2 separate regions of the Sus scrofa genome follow, and region 1 is linked to region 2. Evidence: chromatin contacts called from public Hi-C data. All regions are on one chromosome and are shown on one strand. Each heading gives the region's core, a stretch centred on a gene start, on an enhancer-like site or on the middle of the called end of the contact. The rest is flanking DNA. Distances are from core to core; before and after follow the strand shown.

What was found. Hi-C and Micro-C count contacts between places; a contact is called where the count stands out from the background.
Region 1: a contact with region 2 is called in a Hi-C map of epiblast stem cells, with 2.9 times the contacts expected there. The contact joins the promoter of HESX1 here to the enhancer-like site in region 2. A contact is called at or near these places in 2 of 5 promoter capture datasets (fetal skeletal muscle and liver), 18 of 47 Hi-C or Micro-C datasets (adipocytes, alveolar macrophages, embryonic fibroblasts and 11 more) and 1 of 2 datasets of contacts at active chromatin or transcription factors (skeletal muscle).

What each region holds. Positions count from the first base shown.
Region 1 is chr13:39,085,109-39,090,457 of Sscrofa11.1, forward strand. HESX1 (homeobox expressed in ES cells 1) reads right to left here and starts at 3,818. Exons shown (of 6, transcript XM_021069007.1): 1 at 3,737-3,818; 2 at 2,434-2,546. It overlaps APPL1 (adaptor protein, phosphotyrosine interaction, PH domain and leucine zipper containing 1), which reads left to right and starts at 4,049. Exons shown (of 22, transcript NM_001134966.1): 1 at 4,049-4,102. The coding sequence starts at 4,049.
Region 2 is chr13:39,023,306-39,028,901 of Sscrofa11.1, forward strand. No RefSeq gene overlaps it. Among named protein-coding and RNA genes, the nearest start is that of IL17RD, 19 kb to the left of the region's middle. Within about 2 kb of position 3,191, at least 1 of the 83 cell types and tissues checked has an H3K27ac peak or open chromatin away from gene starts, as enhancers often do. A contact at or near this core is called in epiblast stem cells, where this site is marked.

The sequences.
Region 1 (5,349 bases), core at 2,568-5,067, 62 kb after region 2:
AACTAGGCGGGCTCCACAGCCCATGTCCAAGAGCTCATACCCATGCTTTCATCTACCTCCCAAGTATGCCGCCTGGTTTCAAAGTTCTTGGCTTGGTCAAAAAATTAATTTATAATTTCATCATCTTCCAAAAAGGAGTCAAGGCAACCATCAAAGAAACAGGCATATACAATTACCCTAGAAATAAAATTTCTTCAAATAGTCAAAAAAGTAGAAGCTACAGAATTTGCCTAAGGATTTATGTTTTAGCTACAAATCTAGTCTGAGGATGCTGTGGCAAAGAGCAAAAGCAACATTAACATTAAGGTCACAGGCCAGACGGTGTTTTGGAAGGGCTTAGTGAAGAATTTTGCTATTGGCTACTCAAACATCTCTTTTTGCAACACTCCTCAGAACTTTTGATTCTACCCTCCAATTGCCCAAGGCTTCCCCTCACTCTGCCAGTGAATCTAAGATTTTAAAGTAGATGGAAGTGACTAAGATTCCCAAATTACCAATTAATATACTCATTTCTTCAGTTTGGTTCTTCTCAGCTGGATGAAAACAGCTAATTATCTGTTAATGTGAGTCTCATTAAGGAGTGATTTATTAGGTAACATCTAGAATTATTTGCATTATATATTATACTCTTAAAAAGAGTATGAAAGAGTTCTTGCTGTAGCTCAGCGGGTTAAGAACCTGACTAGTGGAGTTCCCATTGTGGAGCATCGGAAACAGATCCAACTAGGAACCGTGAGGTTGAGGGTTCGATCCCTGGCCTCCCGTTCAGTGGGTTAAGGATCTGGCATTGCTGTGGCTCTGGTGTAGGCTAGCAGCTATAGACCCCTAGCCTGGGAACCTCCATATGCCATGGGTGCGGCCCTCAAAAGCCAAAAAAAAAAAAAAAGAACCTGACTAGTATTCATGAAGATGCAGAGATGCAGATTCAATCCCTGGTCCTGCTCAGAGAGTTAATTAAGGATCCCGCATTGCTGTGGCTGTGGTATAGGTTGGGTGCTGCAACTCTGATTTAACCCCTAGCCTGGGAACTTCCACATGCCACAGGTGTGACCCTAAACAGCAAAATGAATAAATAAATAAAAGGAATCTTCCTCCCCCCTGAATTTTGGACTGTTGGAGTCTTTCAGTTCAAAAGTAGGAGGATTCCCAAGCTCTCTAGGTGATTCTGGAAATGACGCCCCTCTCACCTTCCTCTGTTGGAACCAAAGACTCCTTCCCAAATGTTCACTCGACTCTTTAAATTTTCTAAAATGCAAGGTTATTTGGGAATGGGAAATGGCTATTTTCCATTCTGGAGAGTGTCTGTCAACATGTGGTTTGAGGATGACCTGCTATGGACTCATCTTTGGGATTCCTAGCCCTACCTCTGACCTACTGCATCAGAATCTTCCAGTTAAGCTCAGTAATCTGTATTCTAACAACCTCCCCTAGATGACTTTTACGTGTACATAAATCTGGTAACCACTAACCTAGGGGGATAATTTTGAAAAGTAAAGCACCACTGTCATTTAGGTTGTTGGAGTCTTTTCTATTATAGACCGCAGATCAGAATTTCAAGAAGTATCATGTAAAAACCTAACTATAAGAAGATCAAATATAATTTTATGAGACTAATAATTAACCATTTACAAGACTGTATGTCCTTTTGTTGTAAATTATATGTGTGAAATGTCTCAAAGAATTCTTTGGTGAATGTTGTTTAATCCTGCCTTGCCATCCATAAAATTAACCAGCTGGCCAAAGTTTTTACTATGCTACCCACACATGAGTCTCCAGTAAGCCTGGAGGCATTCTCTGAACAAGCCTCATTTCCTGTGTAAAAGGAACTGAGTTTGGTCAATTGTACAGAACTTAGGCTGATTAAAATTAAATTGGTTATCAAAGGAGACTGTAATTCCATAGCTTTAGGGAAGTTTTACAACAGGAAATATAATCATCTTTCCGGATGAGCAGAGTGAACAGTAGCATAAAGCTAGAGGATCCAAACAGAAAGCCTTTTAAGATCCTTTCTAGCTTTATAATTTGACTAAACTGCCTCTCCAACCAACTGTATGTCAATTTGTTTTTGTTTGTTGTGTTTTTTAACCAGCTGAGCCTGGCAAGAATTCCTTGCCACCAGATAATTTAAGGGCCTCCTGAGAAGCCTTTACAAAGATACAGCTTAGATGCATGGAACATACAAAGCAAGAAACCATTTAACTTTGTGATAATACCCCACCCAGATAATTCAGATACCTAAGAGAATTTTTTCATTGGAATTATTTGGTTTGGCCAAGCTAACTGGCCAAACCCCTTCAGTTATACCATATAACTACTCTTCTTTCTTACACTTTGTTTTCACTTGTCACTTATTCCTGATTCTTATCAACGGCAACTAGCTTTCTTCTCCTTCTTTTATAATCTAATCACAGTTCACCCAAGAATGTTTCTTACCTTCAAAGTCTTCCTTCTTTACAGTCAGGATGCATGCCACTGTGCTGAGGAGAAATGTCAAAGGGCAGAGTTGTGTTGCTGAGATCGGTACGATGCTGGGTATATCCAAGCAGCTGGGAACCAATAACACCGTGTAAGAACTGACAGCAAACCACTTTTCAGAAACTAATCATCTATTCTAGAGGGTGACTAGTGGATAAAAAAATGTAAAAGGAGAGTCCTTATTGAAAGCTTGTAACACTAAGGATAACTCTGTGAAACCATACTGCAAGACTTCCTGGTAAATATTTAAAACCCGATTTTATTTTTCTATCATGAGATTGTGGGACATTTTAGTTTAAAACTGCTTAACTTCCAATCTGGTTACTGTGTTTGGATTTGTTCGTTTATCTGGATTTGTTCTAATTTATTTGTGGAACCAGGTAACTAATCTTTATTCAATAGTTTTTATATTTCTTGAATGAAAATGGAATGGATTGGTGGGATGAATGGCTAGATATTTACAAGACACTAATGATTTTGCCATTCTCTCTGTATAATGATTTTTCTAAAAGAATCTGTATGGCTTCTTATAACCCTACAGAAGAACAAACAAGGCAGTGTGAGGTTGGGAAAAATGATAAAGAGGCAGATCTAATACAGATCAAGTTCTAGAGTGGAGCTTCACTTTTCTCTCCTTTAAAAAAATTAGAGGCTGAAGAAGCGATCTAAAGATTCTTCCAAAACTTTAACAGAAATGCGAATCAGTTATTAACATAATAAACCAGTGTACCTTGATTTTCAAGAGATGCCTTCATTTGTGATTAAAAAAGTAAATAAATAAAGTCTGAATTGCGGCGTGTCAGCCTCTCAAGGCCAGGTAAGAACCGATGAACTAGCAACAAAGGCGTGCTCTTAACTGAAAATACTGATACCCAAGTGCCCAGAAAAAAAATCTTTTCTACTGTCCAAGAATTACCGGGAAGTCAGGTTGACACAACTTCAGATCTCCCAGACATCTGAGTTAGCCAGCACCATTTTGTTGGAGAAGGGAGACTGGAAGCTTGGGGCAGGGTTTGTAAAATTATAATTTAAGGAAACTAAAGAAGGCGCCGGCAGTGAGGCCTCCTTCATGGTCTCTGATGAAAAATGGTGGGGGATACGTAAAACTGCCCTAGGTTCCCGACTGTGGTCCTCACTCTAGGTTCCTAGGGACGCACGGGGAAGACTGTCTACTACACTTCACACCCCTACGCGAGCAGCCAGGGTAGGTGCTCGAGGTGTGCAAGCTGCTCCGCTTTCGACCCCTCAGCGCCGCCTTTACCGCCTCCACCGACTCCACTGTCTCCTAGGCCCGTGATCTGCGCAGAGCTCAACGCGGGGGAGCCTCCCTCCAACCCCCCACGCTGACCGACATCGCCGCGAACCAATAAGCGAGTGGGGAGGTGGGGCAGGCAGTCCAAGGGGGCGGGATTTCCCTCACCGCCGCGAGGCCTCTGGGCGCCAGGCGAGGGCGGCAGAGCCAGCTAGAGAGGGCGGGTCGGGGTCAGCTGCTGAAGGCAGGCGGGCGTAGGGAGCTGTGGGCGGTCGCCGCGTCTCCTGCCGCCGCCCTCCCTCCCTCCCTCCCTCCGCCACGATGCCGGGGATCGACAAGCTGCCCATCGAAGAGACGCTGGAGGACAGCCCGCAGGTAAGGCGCGGGCAGCGGCGGGCGGCGAGGGAAGGAGCGGGGCCGGCCGACCCCAGGCCTGGCGTCTACGCGGCCGCAGGTGCCCGCCCTGGTCCAGGTGGGCGCCGTCCCCCAGTGTTCCCGCTGGTCGCGGGCCGCGCCCGGAGCCGCCGAGCCAGAGCCGTCCTCCCGAGGCCCGTCTCGGCCTGCGCCCCTAAGCCGAGAGCCGCGCGCGGGGTCTGGGACGTCCGCGGGCAGCGACTGAGCCGCCGTCGCCTTGGCTCGTGGGCCCGGCGGTCACGTACGCCCTCGGGGCTCCCTTGTATTTGACAGAAGGTGCTTTTTTGTCGCCGTCTTGTGAGGTGATAAATCTCAATACTGGTATTTTCCCCCGAAAACCTCCTCGGAGAAAATGCAGAAAAGACCCTGTAGACTTCATGGTTTCTGACCAAGCTAGGGGAGGAAATGGATAGTTTTTCTTGGGGAGATGCTGAAAGACTCTTGATTTGCCGGTGTGGAGAGGGCAAAGCCGGTCACGGGTCCCAGAGCCTCCCGTGGCCGTGTCTTGGCGGTGAGTGTAGCCGCTGTCACTCGGGCTGTGCACGCCGAGTGATGGACGGCGCCTTTGAGGCTCCACCACTGCTGCGCCCTCGTTGCAGACTTGGCCCTAATCAACTCATCAAAATAAAAGCCCTGTGTTTTGTGCTTTGGGGATGATGCTAGTGCGGTTGCTGTAGTTTAAAATAATCTAGGAAAACATAACCATTACTTAATGTTTTCGGTACTGAAGAATGAAATCAGCTATAGTAAAAACATGTTATGTTGGTGGGGCCTGTAACTTGCATTGAGAAACTTATCGCTAGGCCTGTCTCTTACACAGTAGGGGTTTAAGATGATGTTGCTGTTTGGCTACCACTTAGAATGAAGAAAATTTTCTGAAATGTTGTTCCCTTAGAACTGCAGTTGCACATATTTCTCGAGTCTTTGACAGTTTAATAGGACTCGAAAAGAAGGGGAGGAAGGGACTAGATCCCCCTTTTCCTGTATGATACGTCTGCCATGGATATTGTGCTAGTTTTGATTGCCAAGTTGAAGTTGGGTTCTGATTGTGGAATTGATTTGTTTTTTTCACAGCGAAAGTTATCTTCACAGACCAGTTGACTGCTGGTAATGTACTCTTATCCGCCTATGTTGACAGAGAGAAACCCACTTCTTGACTTCCAGAATAGATGGTTCAAATGCTTCATGATTTCTGTAGTATAAAGTTA
Region 2 (5,596 bases), core at 1,941-4,440:
ATCTGAATGATTTATTTATTGTGGGAGTATATGGATCATTACCATGGTTCCATAAAAGGGTATAGTATACTCAGAGAAGTGTTGTGGGGCCCTCTTCCTGTTCCCATTCCCTTCCACCCACCTTCTGTAAGTATCCCCTTTTTTTAAAGCTTTTGGTTAACCTTCCTGGAATTCTTTTGCCAGTAGATATATGGGGGCCCACAGATGAGTCTCAAGCCTTCTTAGAGGGCAAAGACTTAGTTTCACGATCCTCCTGTCCCTGCTGTGTTTGGAGGCTAAGGTTAACTCATCCCAAAGCTTAAAAAAAGGAAATATTTGTTGAAGCTGATCACTAAAAGTCACTTTGAAGGGCAAATCGGTCATTCCTATTAAAATATATCAATTTCTAATTTCTACCACATTGCCATTCCACTTCTCAATATTTAACCTTGGGGTGGGAAATCACATTTGCACATGTGTGGGAAATCACAGAGGTATACAGTCTTGTTTTCTGTAGCATTATTTTTCATGGTGAAAAAACAAACCAGAAACAACTTTAATATCTTTCAATAGAGACTTGGGCTAAAAACACACAATGGGGATAGCCAGCTTGGCACACTATGAAATGCAATGGATCTGTTTGCTTTAATAAGATAGAGCTCTGAGAAATGCAAATCAAAACTATAATGAGGTACCACCTCACATGGATCAGAATGGCCATCATAAATAAGTCTACAAATAACAAATGCTGGAAAGGGTGTGGAGAAAAGGGAACCCTCCTAAACTGTTGGTAGGAATGTAAATTGGTATAACCACTACGAAAAACAGTATGGCAGATCCTCAGAAAACTCGATATAGAACTGCCATAGGATCCAGCAATCCCACTCCTGGGCATATTTCCAGACGAAACTATAATTCAAAAAGACACATGCACCCTCATGTTCATGGCAGCACTATTCATAATAGCCAAGACATGGAAACAACTTAAAAAGTCCATTGATAGATGAATGGATTAAGAAGATGTGGTACATATACACAATGGAATACTACTCAGCCATAACAAGAACAAAATAATGCCATTTGCAGCAACATGGATGGAACTAGAGAGTCTCATACTAAGTGATGTAAGTCAGAAAGAGAAAGACAAATACCATATGATATCACATATGTGGAATCTAAAATGTGGCACAAATGAACCTATCTGCAGAAAAGAAACAGACTCATAGACATGGAGAACAGACTTGTGGTTGCCAAGGGGGAGGGGGAAGGAGTGGGATGGACTGGGAGTTTGCAGTTAGTAGATGCAAACTATACATTTAGAATGGATAAGCCATGAGGTCCGATGTATAGCACAGGGAACTATATCCAAACTATTGTGATAGAACATGATGGAAGATAACAGGAGAAAAAGAATGTACATATATTTATGAGTGGGTCACTTAGCTGCACAACAGAAAATGACACAACACTGTAAATCAACTATACTTAAATTTAAAAAAATTTAAAAAAAGAGCTCTTGGAGTTCCCGTCGTGGCGCAGTGGTTAACGAATCCGACTAGGAACCATGAGGTTGCGGGTTCGGTCCCTGCCCTCGCTCAGTGGGTTAACGATCCAGCGTTGCCGTGAGCTGTTGTGTAGGTTGCAGACTCGGCTCGGATCCCGCGTTGCTGTGGCTCTGGTGTAGGCCGGTGGCTACAGCTCCGATTCAACCCCTAGCCTGGGAACCTCCAAATGCCGTGGGAGCGGCCCAAGAAATAGCAACAACAACAACAACAAAAAGACAAAAGACAAAAAAAAAAAAAAAAAAAAAAAAAAAAGAGCTCTGAGGAACTTAGAAAAAGCCCTAAGACATATTGATGAGTGAGGGGAGGTGCTAATTAATTATAAAACGATAAATATGGTAGAATACCATTTATGAGAACAAACAAATAAAACAATATCACATGCTTTAAGTGGGTACATATATATTTAAAAATCCATAAGAAAAAAGTTTGAGAGCATTTATATCAAACTGAAAAAAATGATTTCATTTGGCAGGGGCTGTCTCGGGGGAGACTGGAGATTTGGGGGAGGTGGGAATTTCAAAAGAAATTTTTTTTTTTTTGTCTTTTTGCCATTTTCTTGGGCCGCTCTCACGGCATATGGAGGTTCCCAGGCTAGGGGTCTAATTGGAGCTGTAGCCACCAGCCTACACCAGAGCCACAGCAACGCTGGATCCAAGCCGCGTTTGCGACCTACACCACAGCTCATGGTAACGCTGGATCGTTAACCCACTGAGCAAGGCCAGGGAGCGAACCTGCAACCTCATGGTTCCTAGTCAGATTCGTTAACCACTGCGCCACGACGGGAACTCCCCAAAAGAAATTTTTATCTGTATTATGTTAGCTTTTTCACAATTAAGTGTTCATATGTGTTTATATAATTAAAAATAAATAAAACATTGGCTACATTAACAAAATCTCAAAACCTTTGAAAAGGGACTACAATCTATTGCGGAAACAGGTGACACAAACACTCATTATCTGCCCTTCCTATAGAAAATTCTGGAAAATGACAAAGAGCCCCTACTTTTCTCTCTTCCAGAAAATGTAAATCTTTTTCTAAAAGTTGCCTGCCACTAAGGCTTGCTGTTTGCTGATAAAAGCAAGTAATCTAGATAATGCAGTAACTTAGGATCTAGATGCACAAGGAAGATCATATACACACCACCTGTACTTTACAGTTAACATGTGACTAGTCCTGCTCTGTCACATTAGATCATTAAAATGTAAAACCCCAGTATACATTGTTGCTTTGATTCTTTTCTTTGCTAAGCTGTAGGATGGATATTTGACCCAAGGAAGGCAAATAGTGTCTTTAGACAGAGTTCGGGTATCCCAAGGCCTTTGCTTTCTATTTCAACCATTTGCTGACTGAGGTGAGAAAGGAGACAACATTCCCAGACCGAGACTGTTAAATATATATCCAGAGATAAAGAGTATATAAAATACCTTCAAGTTTCTAGTTATTTTCCTCTGGGGAAAAATAAAAAATAAAACTAGAGTCTTAGTCTTATTACATTAAAGGAAAAAAAGATTAAGATGATAATAAGCCAGAAAGCTGACTAAGCCACTAATCAAAGACAGAGACACAAATACAATTAGTGTTTTGGGCAAGTTGCTCTGAGGATTCTTAGCTAATCCTGAGACTTCCAGAGGCTTCGCATGGGGAGCCCCATCTCAGCCGGGACACAGAAAGGCACTTCCTGCCACCACTCTCTGTTTTTTTGTGTAGCTTGAGTTAAGACCATGCAAAATAAACAATGGAATTTTGCCCAGGCGTCACACTCCCTTCTGGGAGGAAATTACTACACTGGTGTTTTACTCCTTTGCTTTGGAGTATATCTTCTGGTATTTTAATTTTTAAATCCCCTAGCTCTTCCCCTGCCTTTTAGGAAAATTAGTTGTGTTTTCTAACTTTGTGAACACAGAGCTATACTTTTTGAAAGTCTCTCTTTGACTTAGGAAGTTTGCACAAATAGCAAAGGAATCTGACCAAATGAGATTCAATTAACCCCATTGAAGGCACATCATCTATGCACTTGGAATCATGATTTTTTTTATACTGAGAGAAAAGCAGGCTATAGAGCAGCATGTGTGGTGTGGTTCTGCTTGTGCAAAGTGCATGTTATTCATGTGGAGAATGTCTGGAAGGATGGGAGTATCTCAGGGCAGCAGGATTGCTGGCAATTAATTTCTTTTTTTTCCCTTTGTGTGTGTGTGTGTGTGTGTGTGTGTGTGTGTGTGTGTGTTTAGGGCTGCACTGGGGCATATAGAGTTTCCCAGGCTAGGAGTTAAATTGGAGCTGCAGTTGCTGGCCTATGTCACAGCCACAGCAATGCCAGATCTGAACCTCACCTGCAACCTATACCTGAGCTCACGCTGGATCCTTAACCCACTGATCGAGCCCAGGGATTAAACCTGTGTCCTCATGGATGCTAGTCAGATTCGTCTCCACTGAGCCACGATGGGAACTCCTCTTCCTTTTACTTTTCTGTACCATTTCCATTTTAAATATCGAGAATGTATTATTTTCCTAATAAAAAGAACATTTTTATGTTGAGGCAACAAATAAGGGGGTTAAGAGATAAAATAACTGAAATAGCAGAAAATGGGAGCAGAAACAATAGGATGCAACAGATCTGAGGTTAGCACTCAGAATCCTCATTGCCTCAATGGCTGTCCTGTCTCATGTCCATCTCCTGCCAGACCACCATCCCTTTTGAAGACGCCTCCTGCCATGTTCTCCTGTCTACCTCCTTGCCTTTTTAATAATCCGTTCTCTACAGAACAGCCAGAGTCATTTCCTTAAAGTGAAAATCTGATCTGTAGTTCCCCCCAGCTTAAAACCTTCAGTGGCCTCTAGTTAAAACCTCTAGATAAAAACCCAATCACATGCCAACCTCAGGGCTCTGCCTGTTCTGGCCTTTGCCCCTTTTCCTTTTGCTCACTTTGTTGATAGCTCCTGGAGCACTCTTTCCCTGCCTCAGGGCCTTTGCACTTGTTGGTCCCTATGCTGAGACAACTGTTCCCTAAGTTCCTCACAGGGTCAACTCCTACTCCTCAGCGTCCCCAGGAGTGAGGGCCGGGAAGCTGCATTTTATTTAAAAAAATTTCAAATCCCCGTTTTTTGACTGTACCAGTTGCATACGGAAGTTCTTGGTCCAGGGATCGAATTGAAACCACAACTGTGACCTACTCCACAGCTATAGCAACCAGGATCCTTAACCTGCTGTGTCACAATGGGAACTCCTGAATCTGTGTTTTATTTTATTTATTTATTTTTGCTTTCTGGGGTCGTACCCACGGCATATGGAGATTCCCAGGCTAGGGGTCAAATCAGAGCTGCAGCTGCCGGCCTACACCATAGCCACTCGGGACCCAAGCCGTGTGTGCTACCCACACCACAGCTTACAACAATGCTGGATCCTTATAACTCACTGGGTGAGGCCAGGGATTGAACCCATGTCCTCATGGTTACTAGTCAGGTTCCTTAGAACTGAGCCATGACAGGAACTCACAGAATCTTCATTTTATTTACTTATTTATTTATTTATGTTATTCCCCCAATACAATTTTTTTTTCCGAATCTGCATTTTAAATGTACTCACTTGATTCTCCTGCACGCTCACGTTTGAGAGACCCTGTTCTAAAGCACTGGCTTTTGATGAACACTCAAGGGGCAGGGGTTTCAAGAAAAAACTTCTGACAGGGGAGTTCCCGTCGTGGCGCAGTGGTTAACGAATCCGACTAGGAACCATGAGGTTGCGGGTTCGGTCCCTGCCCTTGCTCAGTGGGTTAACGATCCGGCGTTGCCGTGAGCTGTGGTGTAGGTTGCAGACGCGGCTCGGATCCCGAGTTGCTGTGGCTCTGGCGTAGGCCGGTGGCTACAGCTCCGACTGGACCCATAGCCTGGGAACCTCCATATGCCGCGGGAGCGGCCCAAGAAATAGCAAAAAAGACAAAAAAAGAAAGGAGTTTCTGTTGTGGCTCAGCGGAAATGATTCTAACTAGTATCCATGAGGACACAGGTTTGATCCCTGGCCTCACTCAGTGGGTAAAGGATCCAGTGTTGCCAT